Regions from separate parts of the Mus musculus genome. Here region 2 is linked to region 1. The links are chromatin contacts, called in public Hi-C maps. All regions are on one chromosome and are shown on one strand. The core of a region is the stretch at or near the end of the contact, and the rest is flanking DNA. Distances in the headings are between cores, read along the strand shown. Region 1 overlaps Zfhx3 (zinc finger homeobox 3). Region 2 overlaps Zfhx3 (zinc finger homeobox 3).

Region 1 (7,234 bases), core at 2,440-4,939:
ATTTTCCTATGATTTCACTCCATTGTGTGATCTTGGTATTTTCTAACCAGTTTTCCCTAGTTGACGGGGATACGTGTGTGTGTGTGTGTGTGTGTGTGTGTGTGTTGTGTGTGTAGTGTTTTAAATTTTTTTTTACTTTGCAACTCAACTCCTTAATCAAATTCCAACGTATTTGACTGTCCTAGGAAGACAATAACATCTAACCCATTGCTTCTTTTTAACTGTTATTTGACTCTGGTTTGCTGGCCAATTCAATAAGGCAGGAAAAAGGAATGAATTGTCTTTGTTTCCTTCCGCTGGGCCCAAACTGCTGCCTCAGCGCTCCTCTATTGAGTCTGAAGCTGTTGTATGAACGCAATCTCTTGCAACAAACTAGAAAAAAAGAATAACAACAAGTGTCCTTCTGCATGCAGATGCTTCTCTTTGCTCTACTTATATGGCCATACAGCGAAGGCGTCAATCCCTTCTTACTTCCCTGGGATGAGCCCTCTCATCATGGCTCTTTTTGAAAGACCGCTAAAAATCTAGGTGTGACTAGCCTCCGGCATTCTGCACCTACGAGTAATCTTCTCTCTCCTATTCTTTTTCTCGAGTCAGGATCTGAGTATCAAAGTCACTCCTGTCCTGCCTTCTCCTCCAGGGTCACATCGCTGCCCCCTGGGTTCTCGGCATCTTTGGACACTCTGTGACAGTGCTGGTTCCTGGAACTGTGATAATTCTGTAAGCTCTGGAAAAATTTACTGCACGGGCAATTATTTTGTCTACTAAAGTTTAAAGAACTTAACTCACCCATTAAACTCACTGCATCCCAGGCCTTTCTTGGGAAGGCTTTGGGATGTTTTATTATTGTCATTCACATTTCTCTCTCTCTCTCTCTCTCTCTCTCTCTTTCTCTCTCTCTCTCAACTTCTCTTCTAGTTCTTGGTTTAAATTTTTAGATGTCTGAGTCATTTCCCTAAAATAGTCTCCTCCCTGGGATTTTTCACATTTGTATTTTAAATGACTGTATTTTATCTCACAAAAAAAAAAAAAAGATTTCATTTCAAATACAAGGTAGAATGCTACTCCATTTCCACAATGCCAACTTGGTTTTAGCTCTTTTCTTACTTAGACGCCATAATGACTTGGCCCATTTCTTTTTCTTTCTCCCCCCAAATAGGTAGCTCTTAGATTTATCAATTCAAATGTTTCGATTGGCCTGGCCCATTAAGTCCACTTGTTTCCTAGTATTCTTTCTCAATACATCTTTTCTTACTTATTCTTCCCAACTCTAAACTGAAAGTTAAATCCATTTATTCTCACTACCCCCCATTTAATAACGGACGGGCTTCAAACTACAAATGTGTCCCCTAAACGCAAACTTGGCAGTGACCGCTACACCTTGGTTCTCTGAACGCTGAGGTCTTCCTCGTGACCGTAGTACAGCATGCTTTACTCGTGAACAGGGGAACATGTCAATTCTAGTTTGTCTAAGAGTCTGGTGCAGGCCAGGCTGATCTGGAAAGCTTTTACGTGGCTGAGGATGACAACTTCTGTGTCTCTGGCCACGCCCCAAGTGCTGAGGTCACAGGCCTGGGCCACCATTGCCAGTTTATGTAATAGGAGGGATCAAGCCCAGGGCTTCCTGCATGCTAAGCCAGCACTCTTATCCACGGAACTCACCCCCAGCCCCTTTTCATTAATTAATAAGCACACTGTCCCTCAATGGAAATAAAACCACAGAAATTCCAAATATATTACCCAATCAGTGCCCATACTTTAAGTGAAAGTCGGAGTTCTGGTTCCCTGAGCAAGGCTTGGCCCTATGATGTTATAGCTATGGCCTGAGAAGAGAAAAGGCAGATAAAAAGAAGTAAATAAATAAATAAATAAATAACCTCTTAATTCTGTAATTTGTACGATTTCCAAGTTTGGAAAAAAAAAAAAGTAAGATCTTGGGGAAAACTGGGGGCGAAAAATCAACCTTATGAGTTCACTGGTATTCAGTCAGGCTGCTATTCTGAAAACTCCCAATTCACAGGGTGAAGTGGAGAAGACAGTCTCAGTTTTTCCCACCCTCTCCTATCTTCTCAAGTGCTGCTGTGCATCTCTGCGGCTGCGGACCCCATTATTGCTCCGTGTGAATGGCGATCCCAAATTAATTGAATTAACCTGTGATAAAAGGTCTTCTGCCACATCAACTCCTTTCCTTCCTCTCGAGGACTCTGTCACTTTCTCAAGTTGGAGAGAGAGAAGAAAAGTGAAGTCCATAAATCAGTTTTCCAGTTTCTGTTGAAGGAAGCTGCTTCCTACTTCTAATTTCTGCAACTGGGAAATTCTGTATATTATGTTACCCTCTAATGAAGGATGCCAGTAAACAGAAATCCACACGCCTGCACACGACAGATTATTACATTCTACAGAACTGCAAACACTACCAAGTTATGCACTCTTGGGAACACTGTTAGTGAGGTGTGGTTATTTAACGCCTCATCCACTTAAAAAAAAAATTCATTCCATATGGATGAAAAATGAGCACACTAGCTTGAATATGGGAAAAATAGAAAATGTAATCATATATTACTTAAAATCTATAATGCTTTATGCAAAGATAAGGGAGAAGTAGCCAAGCTTGGGGATTTAGAGCTTCTCAAAATACAAAGGGCATTACCTCATTGCAGGCCGCTAGTCTCCACCCTCACACACTGGCTAGAGACAAGCAGCCTAAGTCAAGGCCTTCCCATTACACTTTTTAAAAATAAAAAGAAAGTGTGTGTCTGTGTGTCTGTCTCTGTGTCTATATGTGTGTGTGTCTGTGTGGCTCTGTGTCTCTCTGTGTGTCTGTATATATGAATCTGTGTGTGTGTCTATTTGTCTCTGTGTCTGTCTGGATGTGTATCTGTGTCTGTCTGTGTATCTGTGTGTGTCTGTCTGTGTATCTGTGTATGTCTGTGTGTGTATGTCTGTGTCTCTGTATATGTGTCTGTGTGGTGTGTGTGTGTGTGTGTGTGTGTGTGTGTGTGTGAGTATGGATTGAGATGGACCAAGCTCTCCCCCCTCACCCCACCCCTACCCCCGTGAGCCATCCCACAAGTCTCCTTTCTCTAAGTTCTCACTACATAAGAAAGTCTCAACCCACTGGATGCCTGTGGGCTTCCACACACAGAACAACACTCTGTGGCACCACGACTCCAGCTGCAGAAACCTGACAGCTCAGAGACTGTAACAACTCTTCCTACAGAGGCCAGGCCACCCTCCAGACACCCTCAGAACATAGAAAAAAAAAAAAAAAAGCCCCAGCTATAGGGAAGGAAACCACCCCACCCCTGGCCCCTGCAAGCCTGGCGGCCTCGCTCACATTCTCTGTCTTCTGAGCCCCAGAGGTTCAGCACCCCCTGCGGCTAAGACAAAAGAGAGACCACAGGAAAACCAACTGCCCTTTTGGCTGGTCCCTAGCAAAGGGGAAGTGTAAAAGTGCAGAGAGGAGAGCGGAGCAGCTGCACTAATCCTGTTTTGTCCTGCAGTAATTAATAGTATAATCCACATTTCAGATGCATTAAAGCGAAAATACCGCATTATCCAAGGACTGGGCACACAGCCCCAGGGCAGAACCTCCCCTGCTGACCTGCAGGACCAGGTGACCTCATCTTAGCCTCCTCCTCTCTGGGGAGCTGACTCTAGACACCTCATAAAAGAACTGAGCTGGCAGCCAGGAATCTCCAGTCTGCTGAATATGTCGGGTCTGTCTTTGGAAGCTACACCCTCAGAGTAGCAGTGTCCAGAAGGTCTGACCCACCGGATCCATTCACCTCCTAAACTAAGTACCACAAGGGCTGGCACTACATATGTGCTAATGCTGTAAACTTAGGGGTAGATTTTTTTTTTAAGATTTAAGGTAAATCTTTCCCAAGAGATAATGCTGCAATTTATATAAATAAATAAAAATAAATAATTTTTAAAGGCATATGTAGAATTAAGATGTCCTTTGTAGATGCCTTTTGGTGGGAACACGCCAGTTTTGCTACTAAGGGAGGTCTTCACGGACACTCTGGGACTACTGGATAAGTTCCTGTCTAGGTCTAGAAAACTGACAGTTGTTTCCTAAGCCCAAAGAGGAAGCATTTTCCACGGCTACCAAAACAAGAATCTGTACCGGAAGGGACACTATCGGCTCACGAAACCAAAAAAAGATGAAATCATGCTAAATGCTGCAGGCAAATGTCAGAAACACTGAAAAGCAGAGGCAGCTTGAACCAGTGTCTACACTGCCACGGTCAGAGGCCGAACCCGCCTGACAGGGGACCCTGCCTCAATTCTCCAACACCAAAGCACGGACAGGAACATCCTGCAGTAAGCAGAAACCGTACACCCCGTTCATCTCCAGAACTTGGCTGTGCTGGGTCTCAACTCAGCCTGAGTCTAGAGCCTAATGCCCACTGGCGGCCAGGACTAAATTCCTCTAAGTTCTTCTTGGAACTTGGCTGAAACTAACTCTTCTTAAAAGAGTAACCTTAAGTTTTTATTTTCCCTTTTTTTTTGGGGGGGGGTTGTTTTATATATGAGTGTTTTGCCTGCCTGGTTGCAAATGCACTGTGTGCAAGCCTTGCGTCCCCAGTATTGAAAGTGGAGTTACAGAGGAAGGTACACAACCCTGTAGGTGCTGCCAATCCAACCTCTGGAAGAGCAGACACTGCTCTAACCTGGAAAGACTTCTTGATCTTGGTAACTGAGTCGAAAAAGAAAATCGTGTTATCTCCCAGTTTTGAGAGTGTTGCAATCTGGGAACATCATTACCCAAGATTTCTGCCCTGGCGATTCTTCCCTAGAGAGTGGGTGGTTAGCTCAGTGGGAGAACTTGTGCTTGCCACACGTCCCTGGGTTCAAGTCCCAGCACCTGGTGGTGGAGGGAGATGCTTACCTAGAACTTAATACACTGCTCCATGATATTATTAATAATTCTAACTCACCCACACCCACCACCACCCCCAAAAAATCAGTTCCACTAAGTTCTTAAGAATACCTCTAGAACCAGGCATAGTGGCACACGCCTTTAATCCCAGCACTTGGGAGGCAGAGGCAGGTGGATTTCTGAGTTCAAGGCCAGCCTGGTCTACAGAGTGAGTTCCAGAACAGCCGGGGCTACACAGAGAAACCCTGTCTCGAAAAACCAAAAAATAAAAAAAATTAAAAAGTAAAAAGAATACCTCTAGAGTCTGGCCAAGAAATGAACCATCTGCATGACCCTGGTTAGTAGAAAATGCACCCACAGATGGAAAACGCACTCCAGAAACCGAATCAGGATTCCTTGCTCCCCTAAAAACTGCCAAAAAAGTCACAATGAAGCCATGAGGCCTGTCATCTGGCTCCATTTTTGACGCTATGTCACAGACCAGTCATTCCCACATCCCCTGATCATCTCTAGTACAAGGAAGGTGGAGAGGAAACCACCACCATGCACACTTTCCTGCCTGTCCCCTCTAAGTGACCAACACACCACGCCCATCTAACTGTAACCTTTGCTTCCTTCTACACTGCCTGAGCTCATCCGCCACAGACTCACGTGAAGACCCTTTACATACTCTCTCCTCCTTTCTCTCTCAACTTCTACCCTTAGGAGCTCAACATACTATAGTTTTAGCCAAACAATAAATACCACACTGCTTGGGAAGGAGAGAGGCTTCTAAAGTTTGCATCTAAGCCTCCCTCCCTATTTCTAAGAGATGGTCTTTAGTGAGACAGGTAGAGATAACATAAGATGTCAGTGTGTAGCGCTGGCATCACCTTTACCCTCCAACCACACACTTCCAGACCCACCAACTACAGCAGCTCCCCCACAGCACCCCACTGTGAGTTAAAGACCAGCCTTCCAACATGCCCGCATCTGACTTATCTGGATCTGGGAGTGTATTGCCTTATATGGCAGAAGAGACCTTGAAGATGGGATAGAGTTAAGGATCTCCAAATAGGACACATTATCTTGGATTATCAAGATGGCCCTGCTGTAATCACAGGGTTCCTTAAGTCAGGGACAAAGGACAAGACCCAGTGCACAGGTAAAAACAGAATGAAGCAGAGAGGCATGTGGGGGAAAGATCAGCAGCCAAGGAATGCGGGTTTCCCCGGGAACGTAGGAAGATAAGAACACGCTTCACAGAACTCCAGAAGGATCCACCCTACCTCCAACCCGGTCAAGCTGATGCTGTAAATTTCTGGAGCTCTGGCTGTGAGACAATGTGTGTTAGCTTAGAACACCGAACTTGTACTCACTCCTTACACCACCAATAAGAAAATCTAACATAATCCTCCTTGATTTAAGGAACAAGGACACTCCTGACAACCTCAGGAGAGTCACACCTGTCTCTAGCTCCTGGGAGCTAACTGGACCTAATTTTCCCCCCTATCATTCAAAAATACAGTCACAGAAACCCTAAGTTCAAGTACTTAGTAAAAAACCTCCCAGGATAGCCTACTGAATATGAGATTGACAAATATCCAAAACAAGCCAAAGAAACATTTTTTACTTGATCCAATATAAGACCCTGAGCTAAAATAAAACAATCAAGACAGTTCTCTTCCCAAGTGGGCAGATACTAGGCCAACCAACCTTGCCCAATAAATACATCCCACAGGTGGGCTGGCCTATAGCCTGGCCACGATGCCAGCCCAGCAGCCTGTCTGAAGAACTGGAAAGCCAAGCCCGTGCCCACTGGGCTCCTGAAGACAAAGAGAGGAGGCGGTTCAGGAAGGTGGTGGCATCCTGCCCGCCTCAGTGGTAGCCTGGGGCCATTGGATCTCGCCATCTCTCCAGCACCTGAAAGGTGTGAGCCAGGCAGCCCAACCACATCAGAAGCTGGCTGCCCGCCGGCCCCAATTGCCCAACACCTCCAGAGGAACCAGCTTTCCAGGACTAGATTTTACACACCACTCAGGGACAGGCCATTTGGGGCCAAATGGAGGTTCAACAGTATACAGGACAGCCCACCAAAGGCCAGGCAGACAGAAAATGTATTGCTGTAGAGCAACTACCTAATGGTTCCCATGCTTTGACTGTTCTCACATTGCACAGTGAATCCTACTAGGGCCTTAGTCCTAATGTACTCAGTTCTTTCCATCACAGGCCAGACATCTACCCAGGTGAAACACCCCCAAACCCATGCTCCCAATTCTCCTGGTTGACTCTTTCCCAGTCTTCATGTTAACAACTGACCAATAATAATAATAATAATAATAATACATTAACAAAAATACATGATCT
Region 2 (7,234 bases), core at 2,814-5,313, 140 kb before region 1:
GGAGGTGTGTGGACAAGGGACGAAAGCCCTGCCTTCCCTGGCCTTGGGGCTGCCAAGCCTGGGGGCTCTAAGGTAGCTCCATTCAACACTATCAGTCAACAGGAGCCATCACTAAAGAAGTGAGGCCCACCCACTCTAATAAACCCCTTCGTCCCCCAGACCGATCCATGCCGCCCTGAAATCTACCACCTGGATGATTTTTCTGTCAAGACTTCTTCCATAGCAAACGAGATAATAAATCAAATCTTATCAGGATTGAGCTATAAATCTGTGAAGACTCCAATAATTTCCAGCTAAGGGAATAACACCACAAAAGTACTTTTTCAACTAATTACTCAGATTCCGAAGTGCTGCCCTAATGAGCCTCCTTTCTGCCCAGAACTTCCTAAGAAGGAAAACTACCTTCTGGTGCAGTAATTACCGCTTTTCCCCTTCAAACTTCTAACTGGAGATCGATGCTGCATTTTAAGACCCATTGATTTACAATTAGCCTGGCTTTCCTGCTAAAGTGTTTTTTAAAGCAGAGTTTACTTTTATTTTATTTTGAAATCTCAGAGATCTGGTTCTTGATTTTTTTTTTTAACATCCTCATGAGAGGGGACTGAAAATCTTCAAGAGGAAGATCTGTGTCAGAAGAGAGGGGGTGAGGAATGCAAACCACCAAGCTGGTCAGGGGAGATGGGCAGAGGGAGAGAAGGAGAGAGGGAAATGGGATGGGGTCTGGAGGCAAACTTGAGAGGCCCAAAACATAAATCAAAAGCCCAAGTTGGAGGGCAGGGGCAAATATCCAAAAGGAAGAGGCTGAAGGCAATGATGTGGACAGGGTCGAGGGCCCGGGCTTCAGGAAGTCTAGCTGTTGTCAGCCTATATGGCTGAAGCCGTTCTTCACTGCTTCTGCTGTTTCTTAGCATCCTCCGGTAGACGGAGGGGGGGAAAGCACAAAGAAATAAAGAAAAAGCTTTGTGTATCTTTGTGGAAACAAAGCACTAGTTAAAAATAGTGTGCACAGCGAGGACAGTGTGCTAACACGAGGGGCCTGGCAGCGCTTGCATTTGCACAATCTGTCCCGCGAGGAGAGCAGAGGTAAGCGAAGCAATTAGGAATTTCATGCTGATTGCTTCAAGCATGATCCCCCTCCCACCCCCAAGCCATAAAGATAATAGCATAAAGGATATGGCCTTGCTGTGTCTCCCTTCCTCTGTTTGACAACTTCTGCCTTCTGTCTCTGGGAGCCTTTTTTAGCTGCCATGTTGGAGAACTCAAGATGTTAGCTTAGCCGGGCTGGTGCCACCTGACGGAGCCAATCAGTTCCATACCAGAAAAAGCAGCTTTTCGTGCCCCGGTCTCTGACTGACAACAAATCCCAAAGAGGAGGCTGCTGCCAAGTTGTCTTTGTCTATAGAAAGGGAGGCTTAAAGATCTTTGGAGATGGCCTGCTGGCCTATAAATCCAACCAGGACTTCTATGGACCCAAGTGCTGTCCCCACCCTAAACGATTCGCTACAGCTGGATCCCCAGAGCGACTCTCATGAGGACCTCGGAGTAATCAAAGCAAAGAATAAAATAAAAGGAGGTGAGGGATAAAACTATTAACTTTTGCCTTTTTAAAAAAGTACTTTATAGCTAGATTGTATAGGCCAATCTCGAAGACTAATACAGGGGGAAAAAAAAGTGCAATTAAATCCTTGAAAAACTGACAGATCAGCAAAACAAAACCACCCGGAGGAGAACCCGATGGAGCCTCATTAAGAAAGAGTTCAGCCTGTTTTTAAAACCCTTCTTAACACTTAGCTAGGTACCTCCCAGCAGTGAGAGCTCCCAATGCGGCTGGTATAATTAGTGTCAGAGTGTGTGTGTGGGGGGGGGGGGGGAGAGAATCAGTCTAGGAAATAGAAATTAAAACACAAATTTAGGAGGGAGGGGGGAAGTTCAAATGGAAAAACCATTCTAAATTCAAGCAACAAATACCCATCGGTCTCTTTGAGGGCAATGGGGAGACTGCAAAATTCTCTCCGGTCTGCCCAGATAAATGGGTTCCAATTATACAGAGAAAGGGCTGGGCCACGGGGAGAGATTTATGCCGCAATTCTCCATCTTCAATCTCTCCCCTTCCCCCAAAATATATTCCATGCTGTGGTCAGCTCCACTCCAGGAGGCTGGGTTAATGGCAGATGGATGGCAAAATGCTCCAACCTCAACATCAGTTATACCCGGCACATCTGACAATGGAGAAAATGAGATCAGGTGACAGATTTCCACACCTTCCGCCATCAGGATCCCCCAACACTGGAGTGCATGCATGCGTGCATGCGTGCGAAATGGCGCTGTGTGCGTGAGAGCTCTGGTAAACGCATTACATGTGCCGCTGCCGGTCTGTAATAAGGAGGCGTGGGGCTGAGGTCCATTAGAGAAGGAAGAGCAGGCCACTGAGGAAGAAACACTCTGGAGATAGGGAAGACGGCAGGGAGATGAAGCCTTTAATAAAATCAGGCAAATTGTAATTTATTCTGCAGAGAGAGAGAGAGAGAGAGAGAGAGAGAGAGAGAGAGAGAGAGAGAGAGAGGGAGGAGGGAATTACAGGTTCCAAGGCTGGTCTGGAAACCAAGGGAAGGTTTCCCTTTGAGAAAGCAAGCCTTAAAGTCTGTTTGAGTTCAGGCAAGAGGAATATGGAGCCCAGAGCTCCAGCCAGAGAAACTGGGGGTGTCGGGGGTTCGGTGCACCATAGCTCTCTGATTACACCAGCAAGTTCAAAGAGGGCTGGCAGATTTTTCTCACTGTGATAGGAGACAGGGACGGCAATCGCAGCCCAGTTCATGCTGGCCTCGGACTGGAGAACGGAGGGAGCATCTCCTTCGTTTGGTCACAAGTGCCACCTTTCCCCACAGGAGGAACTTAACTGCTAATTTGTTGTGGCTGTCTTGCAGAGTCCAGGCTAGCCCAGAACCCCATCTGTAGCTGAGGCGGTCCATGGACTCTGGATTCCCCAGTTTATACCTCTCAGCTCCTAGGATCACAGGCATGTTTAGGATTTTGCTTTTTACCTGTTGAAAACTATTAGAAAACTAATAAACAAACAAACAAACAAACAAACAGGGGGAAAGCCCTAGAAAAAAAACATATCAGGACTCATCAGAAGTCAGAGGTCAGTCGCCCGCTGTTACCAAAAGGCTCCATGTTTAGACTGCTATCAGAAAGCCGTGGTGTTAATTAAACGATGTCATGAAGTCACTTTGGCTCCCTGTATGGGCCAGCACTCCAGCAGCACAACTTTGGCTTCTCTGAAGGCAAAGACACTGATGCGACCGTGTATGGGCAACTCACGCCAGAAGCGGTGCCCGGCTGCCATGCCTTTGCTGTGCAAACAAGAGAAAGCTGGCAGGCCTGGCACAGCACCTGCACTTCAGTCAGACCACAAAAGTCAGCAGCACTGCACCGCTGCTCATAGCTGAGCAGGAGGGACTATTCAAAGGGTCCTACAAAACCCGGCGGCTTCGGGGTGGGGGTGGGTGGGTGGTGGTGAGCAGCTTCCGGTTACCAGGGTAAAAGTAGTACGTCTCCACTGACACCGGGGCCACATGCAGCTAGCTTATACCACAGCGTCTTTTAACGAGGGGGGACTTGCAGAGCACACATCCCTACAGATGTCTAATTCACCTGCAAGCCCCACCCTGATGCTTTTATGCCCCTTGGAAGGGGAGCTGCCCAGGCATCTGGGTGGAGTTCAGGTTCACAATCCCTGGGAAGGCCCAGATGTCTTATGAGTCCCAAGCGTAGGGGAAGCTGTACTATGGCTCCTGCCCCAATCTCCCATAATACTCAGGAAGCTGGGACCCCATGGGTAACTGGTTTCTGCTCTGAGACACATAGTAGGGACAGGAAGGTGGTCACTCTTTGCCGGGCTGTACTAAATGAACAGCTGGGGCCATCTTCGTCCCCTGTGATGTACACTTTGCTGGGTGAGTGAGGTTTGGCTCACAGAAAGCAGCCGGGCAGACTGGCTAGCTTTCACTTTCTATCGCCCATCAAAAAAGAATCCAGTCACCGGCTTTTCCCTCTGGGCCTGCCAGAAGGGAGAACTCCACGCTGACACCTGCAGGCGAAGATGCAGAATGCACCTCCTCAGGCGCGCATGGATGGTGCCCCTCTCCACCTAGACTCCCCAGCCTGCTGGAAACACACTTCCACTCTTGGTCCAACACCAGAGAGAAAAGATGGCCAGCCAAAGCTGACTAAATGGCCTGATAGGCACGCCCCGCACTTGGCCAACTTCTTAGTCATTTCTGACAAAGCTAGAGAAAGAAAACTTTAGCGACTGCTCATCAGCTGCCAAGACGTGCTTATCCAAAACACCAGGCTAGCCCAATGACATTTTAGGCCTTTACAGACCAACAACCCCATTTTGACTTTTCATGGACAAGCTAGTTCTTTAGGTAATCTGGATAATAGGATTTTTTTAAAAAGTAAACAGTAAAAGAAAAAAAAAATCTTTGGAAGTTGCCAAAGGCAGAGGAAAGTTTTGCTACCATCCTGTCTTGGATGTGGAATGTGGTGGGGGTTGGGGTAACTTCACTTAATGCTCCCCCTAGCCCCTAAACTCCTACGGCGAGACTGACCAACACCAGGATCAGACATGGAAGAAATCATTTTAGATCAAGTCCAGAACCCAAATTCAAACCCTACGAAGCTGACTCCAGGCCTTGTTTATCCTTCCTTCCTTCACGGACAGAAGGTTAATACGAGAGCAACTCCTTGGCAGACCTTTCTGGGTAGCTGGAGCGACACTGATTCGAATCAATGTTCCTTTTGTGAACGCATTACTTGGCAGAAACTGGCTTTCTGAAACCCCCTTAAACACAGCCGGCGAGACAAAAAGAAGGGGGGAAGTGTCCTTCAAACAAAGGGATGAGGTGAAAATAGAGAGTCGACGGCGCTTCGTTCTTTTTCATAGAAGCAAATGGATCTAGGGCTTTCATACATTAATCAATCAATATCACTGACTGTACATCAGCAGGGTAGCCAAGTTATGAACGACCTTTCTGGCCAAGAGGACACTTTTAATGCTCATAAGACTGCTCATAGGCTTAGCGGCTTCCCGAATTTGTGCCTGCATGATTACCCCTTGGAGGCGAGCGGTCGGCCGTTAGCACTGCGCTAAATATGGCAAGGTTAGTCGTGTCCAATTTGCACACAGAGGAGGAGAGACTTGGACCGGGCCACCCAGTTTACGCTTGAGTTGCTGCAACCTGGGTGACACGGAGGGAGCTGGCCTAGCTTTCCTCGGGAAGGAAGAGCCTGCCAGGCCTCCTGTGTGGTTCCAGGCTAATCTAAACAAGGAGCTTGTAGGAGACTAGGCTGGATTGCTAGGCTTAGCTAACGTCCTGTCAGGTCCTGTGCCCTCTGTGCTGGCAGACAGCCGCACTGACCACAGTGGGCACTCCCAGGCCTCTCCCTAGACTCTAGGTCAGCCCCAAGACTCCTCCCCATCCTCCCTGCTCTCCTCCCAAAAGAGGGTCAAACTTCCACCTCTCTGAGGTGTTTTTTTTTTCCCCCTTCCCGGTAGGGACCCACAAAAGGGCATCTTACACTAATCCACAAACACCCAACCTGAAGAAACAAACTTGGCCCAGCCAACCAACCCAGCATTATGCTCATGCCTACAAGGCAGAACAGGTCCCTCAATTCTACTCTGAGGGGGTGGAAATGGGCAAAGGGCGAGTGGGCGAGCCCTGGTTTGTATTTCTATGACAACAATGTAGTATCAGAGAAGTCACATGGGGCAGGACAAAACCCCAGCCCCTCCCCATCTACATTTTCCTCTTCCAGGCTTCTAGCTCCTCAGCTGTACCAACAGTGCCTGCAGAGGCCTGGTGGCCTCCACACGTGGCCCCTCCTTTCCCTGTCACCCAGAGTGAGAAACAATCCCTTTGAAGAATTTTAAATATCGCTTTAACTGCCTATAAATTACCACAGAAGCAGCCACAGGCAATGGGGTGCTGAGCTCTATCATGCTGGGAAAATTTAAGGTAAGAAGGGCTGACACTACTAGAAAATGTAATTTCTGTTTTGAACCAATGGAACACAGGTCCATGCTAGCTGTTCCCACTGGGGCAGTGTCATCCAGCCTTTCCCATTCTGTCAGATACTGATCTGTGCATGCCTTTCTTTTCCTCTGCAGAGCTGACAATCTGATGACTTAACAGTGATTAACCGCACCCCCAACCTTCCAGGTTTTCATTATTTAGAAAAGTAACTTCTGCCTCCTTTAAAACTTTGTGTGTGTGCATGCATGTTTGTGTGTGTTTGTATATGTGTATCTGTGAGTGTGCATATGCATGTTTGTGTGTTTGTATATGTGTATCTGTGTGTGTGTGCACATGCATGTTTGTGTGTGTTTGTATATATGTGTATCTGTGTGTGTGCACATGCATGTTTGTGTGTGTTTGTATATATGTGTATCTGTGTGTGTGCACATGCATGTTTGTGTGTGTTTGTATATATGTGTATCTGTGTGTGTGCATGTATGTTTGTGTGTGTTTATATATGTGTATCTGTGTGTGTGCACATGCATGTTTGTGTGTGTTTGTATATATGTGTATCTGTGTGTGTGCACATGCATGTTTGTGTGTTTGTATATATGTGTATCTGTGTGTGTATGCACATACATGTTTGTGTGTGTGCACATGCATGTTTGTGTGTGTTTGTATATGTGTATCTGTGTGTGTGCGCATGCATGTTTGTGTGTGTGTTTGTATATATGTGTGTGTGTGTGCACATGCATGTTTGTGTGTGTTTGTATATATATGTATCTGTGTGTGTGTGTGTTTGTATATATGTGTATCTGTGTGTGTGTGTGTGTGTGTGTGTGTGTGTGTGTGTGTGTGTGTGTGCGCGTGTGCGTGCCTGTCTGTCTGTGTTCTGAAACACAGTCATGGCATGTAATCCAAGCTCAGACTTGTGGCAATCCTGCCTCAGCCTCCAAGTCACAAACATCTGGATCATTTCTGCAGCTGTGACACTGTGGTGCTCACTCACTGAGTGTGGCCGCTCAGGGCAGGATGGACCTTATCTCTCTGTCAGACATCTGGCAGCTTCCCTGAGATCTCTCAGAGATTTCCTCCCACCAAAGAACTGCAAACTAAAGGAATTAGGGGCAGAGGGGCCATGATACCCGTATAGCCTAAGGGATTTGGGGGGGGGGGGGAGGTCTTGCAAGTAATAAACACCCATCCTTCCC

What was found. A called contact is a pair of places that touch in the nucleus more often than the background predicts.
Region 2: a Hi-C map of muscle stem cells shows a contact between it and region 1, with 1.7 times the contacts expected there. The contact joins two enhancer-like sites. A contact is called at or near these places in 2 of 484 Hi-C or Micro-C datasets (the C3H10T1/2 cell line and muscle stem cells) and 4 of 115 datasets of contacts at active chromatin or transcription factors (DN3 thymocytes, bone marrow-derived macrophages, double positive thymocytes and 1 more).

What each region holds. Positions count from the first base shown.
Region 1 is chr8:108,745,311-108,752,544 of GRCm38.p6, reverse strand. All of the region lies in intron 1 of Zfhx3 (zinc finger homeobox 3), which reads right to left. Among named protein-coding and RNA genes, the nearest start is that of Zfhx3, 34 kb to the right of the region's middle. Within about 2 kb of position 3,689, at least 105 of the 459 cell types and tissues checked have an H3K27ac peak or open chromatin away from gene starts, as enhancers often do. A contact at or near this core is called in the C3H10T1/2 cell line, DN3 thymocytes, bone marrow-derived macrophages and 1 more, where this site is marked.
Region 2 is chr8:108,883,655-108,890,888 of GRCm38.p6, reverse strand. The region is part of intron 4 of Zfhx3 (zinc finger homeobox 3); the gene reads right to left. Among named protein-coding and RNA genes, the nearest start is that of Mir3108, 50 kb to the left of the region's middle. Within about 2 kb of position 4,063, at least 188 of the 459 cell types and tissues checked have an H3K27ac peak or open chromatin away from gene starts, as enhancers often do. A contact at or near this core is called in the C3H10T1/2 cell line, DN3 thymocytes, bone marrow-derived macrophages and 1 more, where this site is marked.